2 separate regions of the Oryctolagus cuniculus genome follow, and region 2 is linked to region 1. Evidence: chromatin contacts called from public Hi-C data. All regions are on one chromosome and are shown on one strand. Each heading gives the region's core, a stretch centred on a gene start, on an enhancer-like site or on the middle of the called end of the contact. The rest is flanking DNA. Distances are from core to core; before and after follow the strand shown. Region 1 has its middle 120 kb from the start of ACKR3. Region 2 has its middle 18 kb from the start of ACKR3.

The links. A called contact is a pair of places that touch in the nucleus more often than the background predicts.
Region 2: a Hi-C map of an unstated tissue shows a contact between it and region 1, with 1.7 times the contacts expected there. The contact joins two enhancer-like sites. A contact is called at or near these places in 2 of 6 Hi-C or Micro-C datasets (skin fibroblasts and an unstated tissue).

Annotation. Positions count from the first base shown.
Region 1 is chr3:3,381,438-3,385,863 of mOryCun1.1, reverse strand. No RefSeq gene overlaps it. Among named protein-coding and RNA genes, the nearest start is that of ACKR3, 120 kb to the left of the region's middle. Within about 2 kb of position 2,058, at least 1 of the 8 cell types and tissues checked has an H3K27ac peak or open chromatin away from gene starts, as enhancers often do.
Region 2 is chr3:3,481,855-3,485,754 of mOryCun1.1, reverse strand. No RefSeq gene overlaps it. Among named protein-coding and RNA genes, the nearest start is that of ACKR3, 18 kb to the left of the region's middle. Within about 2 kb of position 1,539, at least 1 of the 8 cell types and tissues checked has an H3K27ac peak or open chromatin away from gene starts, as enhancers often do.

The DNA.
Region 1 (4,426 bases), core at 809-3,308:
CAGGGAGCACGGGAGGGGGTCTGTAGGTTGCGCTGTCACAGCCCCACCCAGGCAGTGCACAGCAGGGAAGAGATACGCCTGCCCTGCCCTGATTTACTGGGCTGTCTCTGGGCTCCGGGTTCCAGACTCAGCCCCAGATCCGGTGCTGTCCTCCTGGGGATGGGATGGTACCTCAGGGTGGCGCCGTCGGTTACGAAGCAGGATCCAGGAGGGATTGGGCCGGGAGCCAGAGGAGGCGTCCCTAGGACGGGATGTTTAAACCCACCTGTCTGTCCCTCTGAATGTTGATCGTTGGTTAGGACGAGGCCCATGTCAGGACACTGGCCTGTGGTCCACTCACTGCTTCTGTCATCCATCTTTGGATGGCCTTGGACTGGGTACTTGTGACACCCAGGACCCCAAGTTTCCACCTGTAAAGTGGGAGGCATGGCCTCTTGCACATTGTGAGGAATGGGGCAGACACAACGCCTGGTGCACCCCACGCTGAGCCACTGATGCGTGTCTCCGTGTGTGCTCATGCCAGGAGCACTCCCGTGTGTCACACGTACCCGTGGGCTGGGCCTCACGCGTGTGCCCGCACTCCCGTCCCTGACCACAGATCCAATTGTGGTTTATGGAGGAGACGAGGCGAGGGAAAGAAGCATTCACTGAAGTCTGATCATTCTTGTTTCCACGTAAGGCTGTTTTCCCGAGCCATCTGGGAACGATCCGTCGAAACCATAATTGTGCATTAAACGTCGCAATTTGTTCCAGACTCCGTCCGCGACCTCAACGATGCTGGGACTCGTTGTGCAGTCCGCACATCGCTGGCTTGGAGACCTTTCTGCCCCAGACACAGCGCGGTCCCCACCCTCCCGGCCGGCTCTCAGGATCCCTCTGCCAGAACCAGTGCTGCGCGCTGCCCTGGAGGGCAGGAGGCGGCGCTCGGGACGGGGAAGCTGAGAACCGCGTGTTCCTGCCGGGGAGAGACGCGGCTCTGGCACGGTTTTCGACCCTGCCTCCCCAGGTGCCTTGCCCAGCACAGCTCTGGCTCTGGGGGCACTGGGGGCCATCCTGTTGCTCTGGGTGGTCCGAGCCCTGGGTGCTCATGGCGGGGCGGGGGGAAGCACCTGCTGAGCTCCCCTGGGGATCTGCTTGGGGCGGGCACTTCCTGTCACGCTGACTCCCTGGTGCCCGAGCCTGAGCACCAGCAGACCTGGTCTCACTGTGGGTCTCCCCAACCACTGCTCTCACGTGGCCCTGGCTCCTGGTGCCGTCGTCCCCTAGCTGGGACCTCGCCTTCTCTGTTGCTGGATGTGGTGCCCTGCACACAGGGCAAGGAAGGGATTGAGTGAACGAATGAATGAGAATGCATGGCCCTTCCTTTCCCTGCAGTCCTTCGTGGATTTCTGTGCTGCGCCAGCCGGTCTGGTCTAGCCACACGCTTGGTATTTAAGTGGTTTTTCCACTCTGAGCGTTTTTGGTTTCTTTTCTTTTTGTTCTCCTTTCTCTCCTCTCCCACCCACCCGTTGTTCCTGGTGTCGACTTTCAACTCGGCCCAGCAACGAGAATTTGAGAACTTGAGCTTCTGAGCCCCTGGGCAGCGCCTGTGCGGTCGCCCTGCTGTGACCCCTGGCCCGGCGCAGCAGGTGTGCGCCTGGGCAAGCTCTGGGTTCCCAAGGCGTTCACGAAGGATGACGCATCCAGTGCTGTCCCCCCGTTACCTCCTGGAGTCCCCGGCCTCCAAGAAGGAGGCCGTGTGGGTCCAGCCCCAGCGTGGGCAGCTGAGGCAGTAGCTGCTCCGTGTTGTCCAGGGCTGAGGGGACCAGGGCTGGGGGGGGGGGGTGAATGGGAGTGACGCGGGAAGGGGCAGCTGCTGCCCTGGGAGAGGGGCCAGGTGGGGAGGCCGGCCTGGCATGGCTGTGCTCTGGCAGGCGTGGGCCGAGGGCAGGGGATCAGGGAGGGGTTTCCCTGTGGGTGACCTTGGCGGGTGCTCAGTGACCCCTGCCTGGGGCCGGCTCTGTGCCTGCCCACGCTGCCAGTTCCAGCAGGCAGAGTCCATGGCGGGGACTCGGGGCGCGTTTCCAGCTCCCCGGGCGGACGCTGCTGGTGACTTCTCGGCATTTCAGAACCGTGACCGAGTCCCTGGAGCCGTCTGGACAGCCTGGGCCTGGACGGCCGCAGTGTTCTGTGCCCTCCGTGAGCAGTGCTCTCCCAGAAAGGGAAGGGCTTCCTTCTCATTTGGTTAAATATGTGATTAGCAAGACTTTGCATGTCTGTGTGTATGCATCATCGTACACAGCCATGCACTGTGGTGGACACACACAGGAGTGTGCACTGTGTATAACATACAGACACATACAGGGGTGTGCACTGTGTATAACACACACACAGCCATACACAGCCATGCACAGGCGTGTGCACTGTGTACACACACATAGCCACACACAGGAGTGCGCACTGTGTACACACACAGCCACACACAGGAGTACACACTGTGAACACACACACACACAGAGGAGTGTGCACTGTGTACACACACAGCCACACACAGGAGTGCGCACTGTGTACACACACACACACACACAGGAGTGAGCACTGTGTACACACACCCACACACAGGGGTGTGCACTGTGTATAATACACACACACAGGAGTGCGCACTGTGTACACACACAGCCACACACAGCCATGCACAGGAGTGTACACTGTGTACACACACACACAGGAGTGAGCACTGTGTACACACACACACACACACAGGAATGCGCACTGTGTACACACACACACACAGGAGTATGCACTGTGTACACACACACACACAGGAATGCGCACTGTGTACACACACACACAGGAGTATGCACTGTGTATAACACACAGATACACACAGGAGTGTGCACTGTGTATAACACACACACACAGCCACACACAGCCATGCACAGGCGTGTACACTGAGTACACACACACTCACAGGAGTGAGCACTGTGTACACACACACACACAGGAGTGCGCACTGTGTACACACACACACACAGGAGTATGCACTGTGTACACACACACACAGGAGTGTGCACTGTGTACACACACACACAGGAGTGTACACTGTGTACACACACACACACAGGGGTGTGCACTGTGTATAACACACAGATACACACAGGAGTGTGCACTGTGTATAACACACACACAGCCACACACAGCCATGCACAGGCGTGTACACTGAGTACACACACACTCACACAGGCGTGTGCGGCTCTGTGTGCATAGACACGCTCACGCCTGTTCTCGGGGCTGTGCCCTGTGCCCTGTGCCCCGGATCCCACTCTAGGAAGTCGCCCACCACAAAGTAAGAAGTCACTCCACTCGGGGATGGCCCTTTCCTCTTATTTTATATTTCCAGTCGTCTGTAGTAATCAAGATATCCCGGGCAAACACACTCTGCACCAGAATATTCCTCAAAACGCTGTCAGCTCGGGTGGGCGGCGGCTGCGGGGCTGTGGCAAAGCCGGGGCCGAGGATGGACTTCTGCCCCTTCCGGTCCTGTCTCCCCTGTGTGCACCTGGGCATGGTGTTCACGCTCCCTAACCGCAAAGTAGCAGTGACACTAGATCCTACCCCACAGCGTGGCGTCAGTTCAGTGTTCAGCCTGCGTCCTTATGAAATGTCTGGTTACACATCTAACGCGGTTTATTACCACATTAATAATTCACGAGGCTGCAAACATTTGGTCTCCCGGCTGCCCCGGCGCCGGAAGCAGCTCGGTGGAGTCCGAGTGGGATGAAGTCTGAGCGTCCTCACGGCTTTGCCCCCAACAGGAAGAGCGAAGGGCGAGTCGTGGGGATGATGAGGTTGCCCCCCGGAGTCGTGGCCTTTACGTCCGGGCTGACGGGTGGGCTGTGCACGAGGAAGGGCCCGAGCCTACAGCCCGGCAAGTCAGCTGGGGCTCTCAGGGTCCTGCGAGCCCCCAGCCCAGCTGCCTGTCCCAGCCCGCCTCCCGGGGCCCGGCGGTGAAGCCCAGGAGCTGCGGGCCTCGCTGCCCTCTCCCTGGGTGGCCTCTGCTCCCGGATTCACCCTGCTGACTCCGTGCTGAGGCTCTGCTGGGTCGGCCTCTGTGGCCTTCTCTGGCCTCTGGCTGTGCGTGGATTCCCAAGCATGTGCCTGGGGTGGCAGTTAGCAAACAGAAACACAAGACAGCCGGTTCAACTCCAAGTTCAGGGAGCAACAGGTGCGAGGGAGGAGGGGCGACTGTGGGTGTTGTCAGCAGCTGCCCACAGGTGTGTTTGCATAGCACTGTGGGGTGGGGCGCGCGGTTGGAAAGGGAAGGGAGGGAGGGAGCACTCACCTCAGAGAGAGGTGCAGATGTAATCTGAGGCTTGGTTGGGTTGGCAAACTACAGCCCGTGTTCCAGATCTGGCCCAAGCTTGCTTTTGTGAATGAAGCTCTGTTG
Region 2 (3,900 bases), core at 290-2,789, 100 kb before region 1:
AGTGATTTCCGGAACTAAAGTGATTAGAATCATTTCCTAGGTAGGTCGGAATCGTCCCTGACAATTCTCAGAAGAAGAAAAGACCCAAAGCAGGGCAGCGTGGCCGCGGCATTACATCTGCTTGGGTGCCTCCGAATGTGTGTTGGCACGGCAACACGTCACCCGGCGCGGGGCCACCGAGCCCGCTCACCGCCCCGGCGACGCTGGATTTGCGTCCTTTCAGCTCTCACTCCCTAGGCCGGGCCGCGATTTGCTGGAGGGGCGCATCAAAGCTTGCCAGGCCGGCGCCTTTCTCAGGGTCGCGGTGCGGGAAGGCGGGTCAGAACCCGGTGTCCATCAGCCGGCCCCCGGCCGCGCCGCCTGAGGTCTGTTCCGAGCTTGTGCCTGCTGACTTGGTCACCCAGCCCCACACTCGCTCCTTCCACCGCGGGCTGGGCAAGCTCCGTGGGGCGCCCGCGGTGTGCCAGGCGCCTGGCCCATCTGTAAGCTCTCAGGACTTGGCAGTTCCTCCTAAACATCTCCCTGGCTGGAAGGGTTAATGATCCTCGGGCTGAGACACAGAGAAATGGCTCTGGACAGCACGAGAGAAGGATCCTGCGAAGCCTCAGAGCCCAGGAGTGGCCTTGGCCTTGCAGGAGCTGGGGCAGCCCTCCTAGTCCAGGCCCCTGGAGACAGGCCCAGGGGACAAAGTGTGGACACAGGCCACACGGCTGCCCTGATGTTCACCTTCTCACGTTCAGAGCCGTGGCTCTCGCCGGGGGTGATTTGGCCCCGAACACGTGGCTCTGTCCGGAGTCAGTCTCGGTTGCCACAACCAGGGGTTGCTACTGGCGCCCCGTGAGCGGAGGCCGGGGTGCTTCTAGACTGGACCAGACATCCCCTTGGGCTGGGCTGGGCAGTGACGAGCTCTGCCCCAGCTGCCAGTGCTGCCGCATGAGGTTCACCACCCCAATTCTGAGGCAGGCGTGTCTGCGTTTTGTACCCCCAACCCGCACACCGGTGCTGGGGGTGCTCTCCCAGGCATGGTCTGCGGCCTGATGCATGCGGACCCCAGAGGCAGGCCCAGGCTCTGCGCCCTCCACCTGCTGGGCAGGTGTTGAGCTGTCATCTGTCGCCACGCCAGTCTTGCTCCTGTGTCCTGACGCTTTCCCCAGCCTGCCTGCATCGAGGGGGTGGCTTCTGCCACCCGCACTGCACGGGACCCAGTCACCAGCTGCTGGCACCCAGGGCACGGCGGCCGGCCTCTCTGCTGAGGTCAGCGTCTCCCGCAGGGCCTCTCGTGCCAGTGGCTGACCAGAGCTCTGCTCCTGCCCCTTTGCCTTGGCTTCCCTGGGGGCTGGGTGACCACCCCTCCCTGAGTCCCGCCAGCTTTGGGGGCGGCTGTCCTCTCCTGGCTCCGCCGCCTGCAGCGGCTTCTGAGGCTCGCCCAGGTCCCCACGCCGCCCTCTCTCTCGGGTGGCGAGTGAGGACTCTGCCCTGAACACCCCTGCCTCACTCAGAGGGCTTCCAGCCGTCACTCCCTCTGACTGGCACTTGGTGTTTGCTGTACACTCTGTGCTCGTCCTGGGCACTTCATCTCTGCTGCGGCCAGCCCCGGTGGAGTGCTGTGCTCGGATCATCTCCCGGTCAGCACTGGGGGTCTCTACGCGGCTTGGTGGCGCTCCAAGTGTCCACGGCACCCGCCCGCGGTGGTGGGAGCCCTCCTAGGGCTCATCCAACATGCGCACCGCAGCGGGAAACGCCCCGGCGGCCTGGTGGGGGCCATTGACTCAGGGATGCGGAATGTGTAGGCAGCCCCAGTGGCCAGTGAGTAATTAGGTGTGGTTGCTGGTGGCCGGCCTCAGGGCTGTCTGGATACGTTCATCATTCCGGGACTGCTCGGGCCCAGCTCCCTGCGAGCGCCCTGCACATTTATCTTCCTGGCCAGAATCCGTGTGGGGATAAACAAATCATGAGCAGGACCTCCTTCCTGGCCTGAGCTGAAAGCCCGGGCTCATCACTCTCGGCTTTCAGACTCCGAGCCTCCGGGGTCAGTGCTCAGCTTATGGGGCAGAAAACAGATGCAGCTAAGATGAGCGCTGTCCCGTGGAAACTGTCCCGTGAGGGCACTGGGACCCTTGTTGGGATGAAGAATTTCAGCCCAGTTAAACGCTTAGTGGCACTTGTAGTCAGCAGATGCTGCATTGCATTGTGGGAAACTCCCATACCATCCTGGATACTTAGCAGCACTTGTAGTCAAACGAGTTTGGCAGATGCTGCATTGCATTGTGGGAAACTCCCATTATGTCCTGGGTACTTCCCGGCCCCTGAGAAGTCACGGAGCCAAGCAGCTCTCCTGGTCTCCTGGTTAGAATGTGGGCTCAGCTGCCCAAGAGCCCAAGAGGCGAGTTTTTCCTCCGAGTCTGAGCTTTCCAGAGGCAGACAGAACAGAAGGGTCAGTGGCAGGGCAAACCCCTCGGAGACCCGCCCTGTGGGTGCGCCTCTTGGAAAACCCCGTCCCAGGAGAGACCTTGATGGCACAATCGTGTCTTTCACGGGGTGGAACAGCCGGCTGGAGGGGAAAGTCATCTCACAGGAGCGGCTCACGCGGCACTGGGCGCGCAAAGCCAAGCGGCGGCTCCGCAGTGTCTTACCTGTGCTGCGGAGTGGCAGCCCTTCCTTGGGGGAGGAGGGAGTGTTTGTTTATCCCTGCCTCAGGCAGCATCCAGGCGGACACTTTGAGTGCATTTCCAACCCAACCCAAGAAACGTACTCAACATAGCGTGGGACCAGCAAGTCAGAGGGGCCATCTGTGGTGTGTGTGGACCCTTTCCAGCCCACCCCAGGAGGGGCCTGGGGTCGTGGATGGGGATGGATGCACCAGGGGCGTCTGTGCATGGGAGGCCCCTGCAGGCGGCTCCATCAAGGTGCCCTGAGCAGAGGGAACCCCGGGCGGAGCAGCTGGGCCGTGTCCGGTCTCCCAGGGTGAAGCCATCGCGGAACCCAGGGAGGCTCACATGGGGGTGTTGCTCCCCCTGCATCTCGTCATGACGAGGGCCGCGGTTGCCAGCGTCCGAGAGAAGTTTCTCGATTCCGTAACCAGTGCCCTGTTCTGGTGGACCTGGCCATGAAGCCCCAGAGACAAGGAGGCTGGGCTCCTCCCAACTGATGGGTATCCAGGGTGGCTGAACTTGGCTGCACCAAGGAATCTGCTGTCGAAGGGAGTAAGCCACGTTCGAGAGGCCGCGCTCCGTGCCCAGGGCCAGTGGCAGGGCTGTGACCGGGCAGCAGCACCTGGCGCAGTGCACGGAGGACTTCCTGGTACGGGAGCCCCAGGGTGCACCGACAGTGCTTTGCCTGTGTGCATTATTTTCCCTACCCAGGTGCCTCGGGGCTTTACGAGGGAGGCAGCCAGGACGGGGATTCAGGATCTGGGGTTCAGGACCAGGGGTTCGGGCCAGGGTGGGTTTCCTCCTCCCTCCACTCTGACTTGGGGAAAGTTATTTACGTCCCAGAGCTTTGGCGGCTGCGTTTGAGAAATGGGGATCCCCGCGGTATCTTCCGCGTGGGCTAAATCAGGGACGGTGCTGAAGCAGACAGCGCAATCCCGGCTGAGCAGACACATTCCAGACAGGGCACGCCTTAGCAGCAACACTCGTGTCCCTCTGGGCTTCCGTAGCGCTTGAACACCTCCCCAACCCGCCAGCCAGACAGTGAGCTGACTATCCCCACCCCACGTGGGCCTGGCTCTGTGTCAGCTCCTCGCCGCGTACTTGTTGAACAAACAAGTGCACAAACGTCAGAGCTCCCCCCGTAAGCCCCAAGCTCCCCCCCCCCCCGTGTTCTCTGGCCTTTACAGGAGCAGGAACGCAATGGATTGAAACAGGTTTAATCAGGAATCATCACAGAGCCGAGCCGGGC